2 separate regions of the Mus musculus genome follow, and region 2 is linked to region 1. Evidence: chromatin contacts called from public HiChIP or PLAC-seq data. All regions are on one chromosome and are shown on one strand. The core of a region is the stretch at or near the end of the contact, and the rest is flanking DNA. Distances in the headings are between cores, read along the strand shown.

The links. HiChIP or PLAC-seq counts read pairs in DNA pulled down with a chosen protein or histone mark.
Region 2: an H3K4me3 HiChIP or PLAC-seq map of bone marrow-derived macrophages shows a contact between it and region 1, with 2.0 times the contacts expected there. The contact joins the enhancer-like site here to the promoter of Hspa13 in region 1. A contact is called at or near these places in 2 of 15 datasets of contacts at CTCF or cohesin (CD8 T cells and the G1E-ER4 cell line), 7 of 484 Hi-C or Micro-C datasets (ECoMG-derived neutrophils, the G1E-ER4 cell line, LSK cells and 4 more), 3 of 115 datasets of contacts at active chromatin or transcription factors (bone marrow-derived macrophages, microglia and regulatory T cell precursor) and 3 of 9 other capture datasets (adipose tissue, liver and pancreatic islet).

The regions. Positions count from the first base shown.
Region 1 is chr16:75,762,138-75,769,271 of GRCm38.p6, reverse strand. Hspa13 (heat shock protein 70 family, member 13) reads left to right here and starts at 2,454. Exons shown (of 5, transcript NM_030201.3): 1 at 2,454-2,537; 2 at 3,988-4,328. The coding sequence starts at 2,513.
Region 2 is chr16:75,874,190-75,881,323 of GRCm38.p6, reverse strand. Samsn1 (SAM domain, SH3 domain and nuclear localization signals, 1) reads left to right here. Exons shown (of 8, transcript NM_023380.2): 4 at 2,098-2,227; 5 at 4,747-4,898. Among named protein-coding and RNA genes, the nearest start is that of Samsn1, 32 kb to the left of the region's middle. Within about 2 kb of position 3,638, at least 87 of the 459 cell types and tissues checked have an H3K27ac peak or open chromatin away from gene starts, as enhancers often do. A contact at or near this core is called in CD8 T cells, the G1E-ER4 cell line, Th1 cells and 4 more, where this site is marked.

The DNA.
Region 1 (7,134 bases), core at 1,205-3,704:
AGACATGACAAACAGGCCACCAGTGCAGGAAGCTAAAAGACCATACCAACTGCAATCAGGCTAAGAACTCTGAAAGCCTGCTTTCCAGCCATGGACTTCCTCCAAAAAGTCTCCACATCCTAAAACTTCCCTAACTTCCCCAACTTGCCACAACTAGGTACCAAGTGTCTAACTACATGAGCCAGTAGGAAACATTTCTCTTTCAAAGGACAACAGAAAGGTGGGCAGAGGGAATTACAGTGAGCAGTGTTTGTATCACTGATCCTCATGATACTGGCCCCATGGCTGGTGAATCTAATGCCTGTCTGCTCTTATACTGTTGGTTGGGCTATTTTTATGTGGACTGCTTACACCTGGTTACTTTGTATCTTTCCATCAATTTACAGCTTGACTCTCACATTTAAAAAAACAAAAACAAAAACAAAAACAAAACAAAAAAAAAAACAGCTCTAAAATACTGGAAGTTCTCTTCAAGGTAAAACTATATAGGTTTCTCCAGTCTTGCTCCTTCCCAGTGATCATATTATTTCTATGTCTCACAGCATGTTGAATTAAATTTCTGATTGCCTTCTCTCTATCCTTTATTGATGCCAATGGTTACCACTGTGCTAAGCACACAGTAACTGTTCGATAACATTTATTAAAATTATCATTACCCATCAAAATCATCAGTTGGATGTTTGAATTATGCTTTCTTCATTCTTCCTAAGAACTTTGGCGAATAGTAGTCATATATCCACATGCTTTTCATTTTTCACATGACAAAGTATTTAAAAACACTAAAGTGTATTATAATGGGTCTCTGTTAGCCATAATTCAGATATAAAATCATTATATATGTATGTGTGATAATATCTATCTGTAGATAGGTAGGTAGACAGATAGACATAGACCAACCTATCATAGATAAAGTACATAGATAGCTAGAAACTTAAAAGATACAAGATTTTACGCAAGTGGAAAGCCAGTAGAGGTTCTTTCCCACAACTAGTAGACCTGTCGCCAATTAGGACTATTGATTTGCACCTAGCCAGAGAAGCACATTTAAGTTTCTAGGACCTTAAGTGTTCATGAACTTTCCCAACAGTAAAGTCACGTCCAGGAGTCCTTAAGTCGTATCAAATATTAAACAGTGAGGGGAAAACATCATGTTTTATATACTAAAAACCACCTGTATCCTCCCCCTCAATAATTGTGGTTAATCTTTTCGTCTTGCTGGGATTCAGAATCATCATGGAAGTAAACTTCCGGGTATGTATATGAGGGCGTTTCTGACCTGATTAATTGAGGCGAAAAGACTTCGCCTAACTATGAGCACTGCTATTCCGACATCCAGCAGGTTCAAGGCTGAATTAGAGAGAGAGAGAGAGAGAGAGAGAGAGAGAGAGAGAGATGCCTTCGTTTCCTGTCTCTGCTTCCTGACTGGGTGCAATGGGGACAGCTGGTTAAAAGGTCTTGCCTCCGTGACTTCCTTGCTATGAGGAACTGTACCATTGAACTTTGAGCCAAAATAAATCTTGTCTTCTTCAAATTGCTTTGCTAACGTGTCTTATGGCGCCAGGGGAAAAGTGATCGGATAGTCAACACGTGAAAGGACGGACCTGTCCAGGAAGACAATTCTGGCCATTTATGACATAATTAAAACGAAAAGTAGAATGTATCTTTCCATATTAGTTGGTAATAGCATATGTGAATGTTAATATTAGATTTGAAAATATCTTGGATAAACCATGCGGTCCTGGACAAACTTCATTCCTGACGAGCCCGTGAAATAATTTACTGCCAACAGCATCGGGCTGGCATTGCATTTAATGACTGCAAGGATATTTGCAAAGCAACGAACAGGTACACCAGAGGTGGGGTCTCCGGTAGGACTGCCCCACTGTGGAATGCTAAGGGGACTTCGGAGGGCTTAGGAGAAGTCTATCTAGAATCTTGATTTCGACCAAAGACGCATAAACCTTAAAAAAGAGGCTGAACAACAAAACGAAACAAAAAACAAAAACAAACAAACAAAAAAACCGGAAGTTTGAATTCCCCGCCTGCCTGGCAACGCAACCCACCTCGGAATCTTAATTGGTTTTATCCTCTTTATGCCTTCCAAGCTCTGGACAGTCCAGAACTGCAGTTCCCACAATACAACGCGGTGAGGCGGGGCTACAGGGACTTTTTTTTTTTTTTTTTTTTTTTTTTTTTAACCGCGAGTAAGCTCGCAGCGTTTTGGGTTTGATGAATGACAAACTCTGGCCTTTCCCAGACGCTGCTCCCACAACAAAGCCTGGTTTGTTGGGCCTTCGTGCGTGGGGAGGCCGAGTCTTCCCTCACTGGCCTGAGTAAAATCCGCCCCGCGGCCTCATGGTAGATGGAGTCATTGCTGTGGTGGAAATCGTAGTTCCTCCGGCTAATTCGGAGCCGACGGACTACATTTCCCAGGAGGCTGCGCGACAGCCGGCGACTAGGGGGCGGTGCCTCCCATCGGTACAGTCATCCTTCTGCCTGTTCGGCGGGACTGATGGCCGGAGAGATGACGATCTTAGGTCAGTATCTCAGGGGTCCCTGCAACTATGGAAGTCGACGGGGAAGTTCGACGAGGTCTGGGTGGGCAAGGGTTGGTTGTCTCACTCTCTGAATCACAGGTCACGCAGCCGAAGGGAGCCTGAAAAGGGGGCTAAGGCTGTTTGGAGCTGGTGGGGGCGGGGCGTCTGGAGTCGGGGGTCTGACTTGCCGGAGGCCTCTTGGGGTCGTGCCACCAGCCACAGGTCTGAGAGACGAGGGCCTAGGAATGCTAACGACCTCGGTCTTGAATGGGTAGCCGAAATCGGTTCTCTGTGCGAGAACCCACTGTGAATAAGAAGGGGATCTCGAGATTGAAGACTCTTGGCTTCACTCGGGATGCGGAATTGGGAGGGATTCAAGTCCCTGTGCATTCTTAGATGGATTCTCTTTTGAACATACCGATTGGGAATCAACATTCCCTTGCCAAACGCTGAGATGCTTTTGAGATTTGTCTGTAGGTGGGAAGAGACAAGTGGATAGGTTCTTGGTCTGCTATGATGTGCCAGGCGTTGATTTGAAGGAGCTAGCAATTACCAACAGCACTACCGAGTGACATTATGGGTTTGAGTGGGGACAGGTGTATTACGCAGACTAGTGAAACCAAATCAGATATTAATTCTAAACTCAAAGTGATGTTCTTATTCGCTTTTGTGTACAATATGCCTGATGTTTCTATATGATCTTTTCCCTTAAATATTTGCTGAGCCTCTGCTCTTCATGGGCCGTACTATTCAATGGTGACTAGAACTTGCCTTCGGGAAGTTTACATATTGTTGCTATCAGGGTTAGCACTTGCATACTTCTTCCCTAATATCTATTTTGAAAAGTATATCCTTAATGAATGCTTATATATGCAAAATCTCTTCTGGACTCTATGAGGTAACAGTAGTGCCTAAGCAGTTTTCAGATCAACATATCCAACTTACGTATTTTATCCTTTTGAATGGGTAAAGACGATAACCAAACAGGTTAGACTTACATACCAAAGCTGTCTCTGTGGGAATTTCATAATGGCATTTCATTTTAGTAATAACAGGTAAAAACTGTTTATGAAGCTATCAATCTAAATAGCAATAATCCAAGAAAACTGGATTGTATTTAGCTTTAGTTTCACATTTGTGATATTTTCATTCAACAACAGCATAATGGTTATTTAAATATCTTTACATTTTATTCCTTTATTATCATGTAACGGATTATACAAAAATACATTTGTGAGGGCTTTTGGTTTTTGAGGGTTTTTTTTTTCTCCTTTGTTTTTAATTGTACCCCGATGGAATGTTAAAAACTTGATGTCCAAAAGAAGTAGCTAATAATCCTATAAAGTGAAATATTTTATGTTTTGTTTTAAAAGTGCTACTAAGAAGATGTTGCTATAGGTACAGTATATGGTGGTAGCTTCATAAAAACTTATCTTTTTACCTTTTGCAGGTTCAGCTGTTTTGACTCTCCTCTTGGCGGGCTACTTGGCACAACAGTATTTACCATTGCCTACGCCAAAAGTGATTGGCATTGACCTGGGTACCACCTACTGTTCGGTTGGTGTATTTTTTCCCGGGACAGGAAAAGTGAAGGTGATTCCAGATGAAAACGGGCATATCAGCATCCCCAGCATGGTGTCCTTCACGGACGGTGATGTGTATGTGGGCTATGAGAGCCTAGAGCTGGCTGATTCAAATCCTCAAAACACAATCTATGATGCCAAACGGTTCATCGGGAAGATCTTCACCCCGGAGGAGCTGGAGGCTGAAGTTGGCAGATACCCATTTAAGGTAGGAAACTAATCTACACTCTGCGTCCATTTGATTTAACGGTGCTGTTTGAATTATGTGTCAGGGAATTGTATTCTCTCAGTGAGAAATCCCACAGCAGCTGCAGGGTGGATCAGTTCAGTGACTTCCTGGTGCTACCAGGTCAGGATATGGGGCCTTGCTGTGCACTCATCCCGCCATCATCACAGTTCCAGTTAGTTCTCTCAAGACATTTTAGGAAGGATGCTGAAGCCCCGTGGACTGTGAATAGGTATTCTCTATGTGTGTACATTTTGTATGCGTACAACATTTGTACACTTGCTGTCGTGCTTTCTGGCTTATTTGAAGTGTGTCAGTATGTTACACACATGTAGTGCATGTACCTCACTAGCTTTAATGGCTGTGGAACTGCTATTTTATTACAGAGTTACTCTATCTCAGCACTACCTCTTATACTTTGCTAGTGTCACACTAATTTTTGAAGTTCAGTATATATATATACATATACATATATATGCGTATATGTGTGTGTATATATATGTGTGCATGTATGTGTATATATATGTATGTGTAGATATATGTATACACACACACACACACACACACACACACACATATATATATATATATCTTTGTGTCTGTTAGAAATTGCCTGCCTTATGGAATTTTGAGTTGGATATATATGTGTGGGTTTTTTTTTAATAGTTATTTTATTTATTTACATTCCAGACCTTACCCCCTTCCTGGTCCCCCCTCCCAACAGTTCCTCAACCCATTCCCTCTTCCCCTTGCTCACCCCACACCAGGCCTCCCCCTTCCCTGGGGCCTCAAGTCTCTGGAGGATTAGGTGCATCTTCTCCCACTGAGGCGAGACCAGGCAGTCTTCTGCTATGTATGTGCCAGGGCCCTCAGTCCAGCCCAGTATGGTCTTGGTTGGTAGCTCAGTCTCTGGGAGCTCCCAGGGATCCGGGTCAGTTGAGACTGCTGGTCTTCCTATGGAGTCGCCCTCCCCTTCAGCTTCTTCAACCCTTCCTCTGATTCCTCCATAGGGGTCTCCTACTTCAGTTGAATGGTTGGGTGTTCGTTGGGTGTAGGTATCTGTGTCTGTCTCAGTCAACTGCTGGTAGAGCCTCTCAGAGGACAGCCATGGTAGGCTCCTGTCTGTAAACACATCATAGAATCAGTAATAGTGTTAGACCTTGGTGCACTCCATGAGATAGATCCCAAGTTGGGCTGCTCACTGGACAGCCTTTCCTTCAGTTTCTTCTCCATTTTTGTCCCTGCAGTTCTTTTAGATAGGAACAATTCTGGGTGAGAAATTTTGACTGTGGGTTAGTAATCCTGTCCCTCCACTTGAGGCCCTTCTTTCTTCTGGAGGTGGACTCTTCGAATTTCCTCTCCCCACTGTTGAGCATTTTGGATAAGGTCACCCCCATTAAGTCCTGAGAGTCTCTCACCTCCCAGGTCTCTGGGACTTTCTAGAGGGCCCCCCCAACTCCCAGATGCTTCATATTTCCATTCATTGTCTTGGCCCTTAGGACTTCTCTTCTGCCCCCCGCCCCCCATACCAGGTCCTGTTCTCCTTTTCCCATCCTCTTCCCTCTCCCACTCAGGTCCCTCCTTCCCTCTGCCTCCTGTGACTATTTTGTTGCCCCTTCTAAGTGGGATTGAAGCATCCTCGGTTGGGCCTTCCTGCTTGTTGAACTTCTTACGCTCTGTGGGTTGTCTCCTAGGTATTCTGTACTTTATGACTAATATCCACTTATCAGTGATTACATAACATGCATGCCCTATTGGGTCTGGCTTACTTCGCTCTTTTCTAGTTGCATCCATTTGCCTGCAAAATTCATGATGTCCTCATTTTTAATAGTTGAATAGTATTCCATTGTGAACATGAACCACATTTTCTGTATCCATTCTGGTTTGTTTCCAGCTTCTCGCTACTGTTAATAACACTGCTAATGAACATAGCGGACCACGTGTCCTTGTGGTATGGTGAGCAGATACCCTGGAATGGCATAGCTGGGTCTCCAGGTAGAACTATTTCCAATTTTCTGAGGAACTGCCAGGTTGATTTCCAGAGTGGTTGGTTGTACCAGCTTGCAATCCAGCATCTCCTGTCACCTGAGTTTTTGATCTTTGCCATTCTGATTGGTGTGAGGTGGAATCTCAACATTTTGATTTACTTATTTAGGAATTTTACTTATATTCCCAGATTGTAGATCAGAAGGTCTGCATGCTCTTAACCTTTGCTTTTGGAGTGTCCGCATCTTCAGCAGGCAGTGTGACTTTCTTTACTTACTGAGGTAGGCCATGCTCTGTAGCAGTCACTGAACAGCCTCTTGAGCGGGTCAGCCTTCGCACCCAGGTCCGTGTTCCACAATCCACAACTGAAAAAATGGCATTTTGTATTAATTGTCTTTCCTTTGCTTTACAGGAATTATATCTAGTGGTATTTTTTCTTTCTTCTAAAAATTCTATTGGTTGATTGATTGTTTAATTAATACAGGAACTAAATTTGTAGACTTGTCTGACCTACAACTCACAAAGACCTTATTGCCTCTGCATTTCTTCTTCTTTGTCCTGGTTTGATATCTTTCTCTTTTTTTAATGACAATAAAATACCCTATCATCTCTGTGATGTCTAAGTTGTTCCTTTCAAAGTATTAGGCATACATGAAATCTCAATGATAGAAGAGTGGTTTTGATTCCTATAGTAATTAATTAGTATCAACTCTGACCCTTTGCACTGACTTGATTTTTTCCCCTTTTGGATTTCCATCTTAATGCTCTTATGTATTTATTTTTCAGTGTTATTTTTAAACAT
Region 2 (7,134 bases), core at 2,389-4,888, 110 kb before region 1:
CTCTTGTCAATCCACTTCTGAGAACATTTGGCAGATGTGTTGGGAATTCTTGAACCAACGCTTCCCACTAGAATCACCTTCCTTTTCACCCAGAGGATTCATAACTATTATTTACATGAATTCAGTCCCCAAGGCAGTGCAGGGTCTAGCTTCAGTATAAACCCACAGGTAGATGCAAAGGGGAATGACCGGAACGTCTCAGGTGTATTAGTCACATTTGCTGTTGCTAATGACATAACACAATAGACTGGTTATTCACAAAAAGCCTTATTTTGGTCATGGGTTATGATCAAACAGAAGGGACCACATCTCATGATATTCGTTTTGGCGATAGGGTTTCAACACAGCAGAAGAGGTCATGCAGTGACAAATACAGGATTGTGTGTAGATGTTTTAGTGCCAATTCCTTTGCTAGTAAATCCATTGATCCCAGTCATGGAGGCTCTGTTCTAATGACCTCATCCAATCAAGACCACATCCCAAAGGCCCTGCCTCTAAACACTGAATTCAGATAAAGTTTCTCTTTTATGACACTGCACAGTGGAAACTGGATGTACATGTGAGTTTTGGGGGATGGCAAACAAAATGAAATCCTAACACTCAGTCTCTAACCCCCAAGGCTCACATGCTTCTCACAATACACATCACAGTCAGTAAGGTGCAGCCCCATGGCAAGAGGTCTGGGTACCACCTTCCCATGGCCAGCACAGGGCTCTAGGATGTTCTTCCTTCCCTGCCTTGAGAGTTAATATGCAATGCCCTCCTTTCTTTCACTCTACTAGCCTGAGTATCGAGGTTAATTGTAAGTTCAGGTTTGTTTCTATCTTTCCATTTGCTTAGAGATGTATCTTTAGAAGAAATATATAAGTTGTATTTTCTCATAATTGAGGTCAACATATTATAAAAGAGTATCTTCATACATTTTAGGTGGACTCTGGGGATTTGTTATCTTAGAGTTGAAGTCTTTGAAATTCAATTCTCCTAAATCAACTAACCCTCCTCATTCTTGCTTGATTTACTAGTTCTCTTACATTCTATAGCCTATCTCCTTCACAGCACATATATGTATCATACCAATGCTTTTATGTTATGTTATTCATTATTATTATTATAATTTCCAACTACTTTAACGACATATAAACTATAGCTTGTACAGTATGCATGGCCCATTTAGACTAGAACATAATTTATTAGAGGCAAAGTCCTTTTACTCTGTTATCTTGTTTATTAATGTATCCACAAATTTTAGAAAGGTCACAAGTACCTATGCTGTGCTTTATAAACGTTCCCTGAATGACTAAATGAATGAAGACTAGATAAAAGCAGAAAATCAAACTAAGTCTATGTATATTATGAGTTTTATCAATGCTCAGTAGTGCTCAAAAATAAGACTATTGAATTACATAAAGATGAGCATTAAGAAATTCATAGGGCTTTGTCCAAACTTTCTAAAAATGGAAAACATTTGAGATGTTTTCAAGGAAATGCAATTTGTTTTGAAATTGTCTGTCTTTTCTAATTTTATGCAAGATTTGGTTTTCACTTGACTAGGTGGCAAGCACAGTATGAGATTTGTAAAGCTCCTTAGATAAGGCTGACTTTAGAATTGCAAAGTGAGCATGTTTTATTCATATCTAGTGATCTGGTAGCGTGCAAATAACTGACATGAAACAAATGTGCAGAGTTTAAAGCTGTAGTACCAGATCTCAAAGGATTAGTAATGGTGGCAAACAGATAAGAAGAACATGAAAAGTAACTGCACTTTATGCAGAAAAAGCATTCATGCTACTCCATCTCACATTTCTGACTAAGTAATCTTGATATGATATTCATCTTTATTTGCAAAAATATAGACCATTATAATTGCAGTTGAATTCCACAATAAGTAATGTCTCATCTAGGGAATTTTCCCAAGTATCCTCTAACTGTTTTCCTAGAAAATGAACTGAAGATTAATGACCCTCATATTTTATGCTGATGTATTCATGAGTGTTTTATTGTTTAAATGTATCTTGCTTGTTGAGTCAGTGCACACAGTGAACCTGTCTGTGGAAAACTGATCTGCACACTTAACCTCTGATACCTTTTCTCCTGAAGGAGGAAGAAAGTGGAGAGGAAGCCCTCCCATATCGGAACAGTGATCCCATGATTGGAACACATACAGAGAAGATCTCACTCAAAGCCAGCGACTCTATGGACAGTCTTTACAGTGGGCAGAGTTCATCAAGTAAGGCCAATGAGTAAGAGGTGTCATGGCAGACATGGAGCCTGGGATAAGCTAGTTCAAAACAGTGAATGCTCACTCTGAGGGTGTTTATCAAATTAGAAACAAAGATCCAGATACATGACAATAGAGAAGTTGGAAAGGTTAGAGCCTTGACTATACATGGACTTACTAGTGATTGTGATACATAGCACAACATATTTCTGATGCTATAGCCTACAGGGATCTGGTGCAATGCCTCAAAAAGTTCATCTATCTATTTATTTATTTATTAGATATTTTCTTTATATACATTTCAAATGCTATCCCGAAAGTTCCCTATACCCTCCCTCTGCCCTGTGGAACAACAATATGAAATAACCAGTAGCCTCAAAAAGTTCTTTTAGGTAACAAAGTCTGATATAAAACTTTTATGCTCTGAAGAACGTAGTGTTATCTTGATTCAAAAGACATAACATTATTTGAAATAGAGAAGTAGACGACTATTCTTTATTTTTCTCCCATGGGCCTTCTTTGATTGTTTTCTTTTTCTTTTTGTCCTTTCTTTCCTCCCTCTCTCATTCCCCCACTCATTTCTGTCTGTCTGTCTGTCTTTCTTTTTGTCTTTTTTTCTGCCTGTCTTTCTCTCTCTATTTGTTCTTTCTTTCTTTCTTCCTTCCTTTCTTCCTTCCTTCCTTTCTTTCTTTCTTTCTTTCTTTCTTTCTTTCTTTCTTTCTTTCTTTCTTTCTTTCTTCCTTCCTTTTTTTTTTTTTCAAAACAGGGTTTCTCTGTGTAGCCCTAGCTGTCCTGGAACTCACTCTGTAGAGCAGGCTGGCCTCAAACTAAGAAATCTGCCTGCCTTTGCCTCCCAAGTGCTGGGATTAAAGGTTTGTGCCACCACTGCCCAGCCCTTCCTTCTTTTCTTCCTTCCTTTCTTTCTTTCCTTCTTTCTTTCTTTCTTTCTTTCTTTCTTTCTTTCGTTTCTTTCCTTCTTTCTTTCTTTCTTTTCCTACTTTTCTGCAAAGTGCAGGACATTTGCCTTAATTCTGTCGTTTCCATTTACTGTTAGTAAGTAGAGACTGGTGCAGTGAATAATACTGTGTGATAGATACGTCGCCAGTGGGGTGGGAAAGGAGATTAGCAGGAACTATAAGTGTGGAATCAACACTGCTATTGGTCTAAGAAGGACATTACTTAACATCAGTTACATTTTATGCTACAACAGTTACAAGAAACTACTGATAGTGCTGGTGCCTCATATATTTTATATAAGTAAACTGTTATCTTTGCTCCAGTCCAGTATCTTCAGGACTTTCAAATGTCTCTGCAAAGATTATTTTCCAGTTGTTTTTAAATCAAGTACTTCTGTTATTCAAAGATGACTCACAAAGAACAGATGTTTTGAATATTCTCAATTTTCTTCATATTAGCTATACAATAGCTATTTTGTTGTAAAAAGCTAATGCTGACACATTTTAAGGATGCAGTGTGTGTGTCATTCAGATTTCATAAGTATCCAGTTCTGCTAGAAGTTTTCAAATTCAAGGTTGTGATACTGAATGTGAGAAGAATTATATGATTCCAACATACCATGCAAAGCCAGCACCCGTACACTAATCCAGAAGGGAGGTGTGGGGAGATAGTGTTTCACTCACATGCTACATTTCTATTCACACCCAATGTGGAACTTACAGGACTTTTGCCTTATTTCAAAATCCACGGCAGTGAAACTGCCGCTCTTGCCTCCTTGAGCAGCAAAAGGTCAACCTGAAAGAGGAAGTGAGGAGCCTGTGAGTGTGGGAGAAACAGCCAGGCACTTTCACTGCCAACAGCTGTGACACTACAGAAGGGAAGCAAAATGGAGCAAGATGGAATGCTCTCTGTGTTTGCTTTGCTCACTTTTTATTTTTCTCAAGTGAAGTTCAAGATCAGAAGGGAAGGGAGACCAGAAAATAAGCACCCAGACAGTTTGGAGGTTCACACATGTGGGCAACTCTCCTCTCCACCCCTGTGGCAAACAAAAGTATCACACAAAGATGTTTATAGGCAAAGATGTTTCTTTCATATGGTCTTTGGCACACAGTAAGAATTCTTGGAAAGACTTTTTAATCACAATTACATAAGTTGTATGGAACTCTGAAATGTCATGTGTTGATTACTTATGATCAATAACAACACAAAATGATTAAACTGTTTCTATTGAATTCTTTCATAGTTTCCAACTCGGAAATTATCTGTCAAGGTCAAAGTTTGAATCTATTCTTTGCTCCAACTTAGCAAGTGGAGCATTGATTGTTTAATGCCCTTTAAGGCAGATCAGATCCAAATGAGGAGATATTTTGAAATGAGATGGTATTGGAATAAGGACTATCTAGAGTATTCAGACTGGCAAGAAAGCATCAAACCTAGCTTACAAGACAGGGTTTCCGAAGGGATGTGACTGAGAACTGCATAAGGCTGGCATCCGTTGCTCCAGTTTGAGGTAATGGTACAGGAAGCTAAAAGCCTTGGAAGCTACAAACTGTTAACCTTTACTTTGTCAGGTGGAATAACAAGCTGTTCAGATGGAACAAGTAATCGGGACAGCTTCCGACTGGATGATGACAGCCCCTACTCAGGGCCATTCTGTGGCCGGGCCAAAGTGCACACAGACTTCACGCCAAGTCCCTATGACACCGACTCCCTTAAAATCAAGGTGGGCCAACATTACATATGCTTCCTGGTTTATCAAACACTAGTTGCATGATAGATTTTAGGGACTAACAGAAGTTGCCAGTAAAGATGTATGTTCTTTCGATACAGTAAGTTGGACTAGCTCATAGCAGGAAGAGTTTGAACTTAGTATGAACTAGGGTGTAAATCTCCTATCGACTGTGGCTGTTAGCATTAGAGAATACAAATTCTGCACTGTTTTGAACTCTGCAGCTCTTAGACGTGGCCAGCTAGATATGTCCACCTGATACATACTAGAGTAAAACAATGAAGCAAAAGAGGGAGAGAGGACAGGAACGATCTGGCAGGAAGCCAACAGTCAAGGCTGTGGGGAACCAGACTTGGCTGGTTCTTCCTAAGTGTGTTGCCATGAGAAACCAGAACTTCTTTCCTTAATGACAACCCTTTCCTAAATTTCTCCTTAAAACAAATTACCCTCAACTCCGAGGATTCAAATAACATGTACTTATTTAATCACAGGTTTTTTTTTTTTGCAGGCCTAAACCTAGATAGGAATGGCTCAGCTGTTTTCTGTACAACGATACCCCTCACTGATATTAGGCTGTCAAATTAAACTGTGAGATCCCCTGAGACAAGAACTCCTTCTTTAAGGTCCCATGATGTTGGTAGAATACAGTTTCTCATATCTCTCTATGAAACTCTATCCATGTGGTACTGGGGTGATTCTTTGCAGCTCTCAGAGAACATGATAAAGATCCCACAGTTAAAACTGGGAGGAAACTGACTGGGTCTTTGTCTGGGTCAGCTGGCAGCTTTGATGAAATGTGCAGGTTTAAAAGATATGAGATACAAGACCTTGAAGTTAAATATGATAGGAAAATCCCAGTAAAGACTTAGCACTCCTAGAAACTCACTAGTGCTTCTGGGGAACTTGCTGGTCTCCTTGGTGGATGGTAGCTGGCTTGCCATTCCATTCTCTTAAGTACGAAGTGGAAATGCCAAGACCTACACCCAGACAGACATACATACTATCTCAAATCAGAGAGACCATCTTTCAATCACACTCTATTCTAAATGACTATAACAAGTGCAATTGTGTTTTACATCTATCGTACATTCACAGACCAGCAGGAAAATAGATATTTAAGCATAGCTTTAAGGGTAGAGCCTTAAAAGCAGCAAGTATTGGGATTGATCCCATCTGTGGGGGATGTAAAGTTACATCTCAAGTGAACAACTATGACTTACAAATAGGCACTTAATTGCCCAGAAATAAAATTTTTTCATAAAGGAATATTCCTAGAAAAATTTTTACTGTTGTAAATAACTGCAGCCTGTGGCCAAATATAGTTTTTGATATAAATATACAAAACACTAGTTGGCTTGGCCATGCCAATGTGCCTAGTTCATGTGTGTTTGAAAACTTTAAAAGTTATGGTTGGGTTTTTTTGGTCTACATAATGTCTCCTATTGATGCTATCAGACATTTTGGGAAATCCCAGTGAGGTCATCATGTTACCTGGGAAATCATGGTCCTGATGTGGAGATCTTAGTCCCTTTAATAAAATGATTTTAGAATGGAATCAAAATTAAGGGAAATTTGATTATAATTTACAAAGAAGAAGTCCAGGGCAGCAAGCTATAGGTCTCAGCAGCTACAGGGAAGAGGCAGAAGATGCGGAACAGAGAGAGACACACCCTTTGAGTTAGCTCTGTATAGAGGTCACCCATAAGGCAGACAAGCAACCACATGGTAGAGATGAACATAAGGGAAAGAATGAAGCTAAAGTATTAGGGAAAGCACCCGTAGAGGAGAGATAAGAAGATGAAAAGGCAGAGCTCTGCTTTTCTAAGTAATTGAGATGGGTCTGGGCAATTGTCTGCAGTCCTATACTAGGGTTGATATCTCAGAGAAGTCAGAATAGTCTAGCTCATTATTCCCCTTTTTTCCTTGATCTTGGCTTAAGATCAACCCACTTCCCAAGGGTGGTCCTATGACTAAATGATTGGCCAGACCAAAGAGATTAACTCTTTTATATTCTGAGTAGATTGGAATGTTAGGGCTCTATCCCTGCCAAAGAAATAGCTTTCTCTATGGGTCTCACATGTCACAGTTCAGTGCTAATGTGACACATACAGGGAGAGAGTCATCAGTACCTCAAGAACCAAGCTGCATACCTGGCTGCATGAGTACTTCTGTTACATATTTAGTAAATCTTATACTTTCATTATGCGGAGAAAACAGTTTACATTACTTA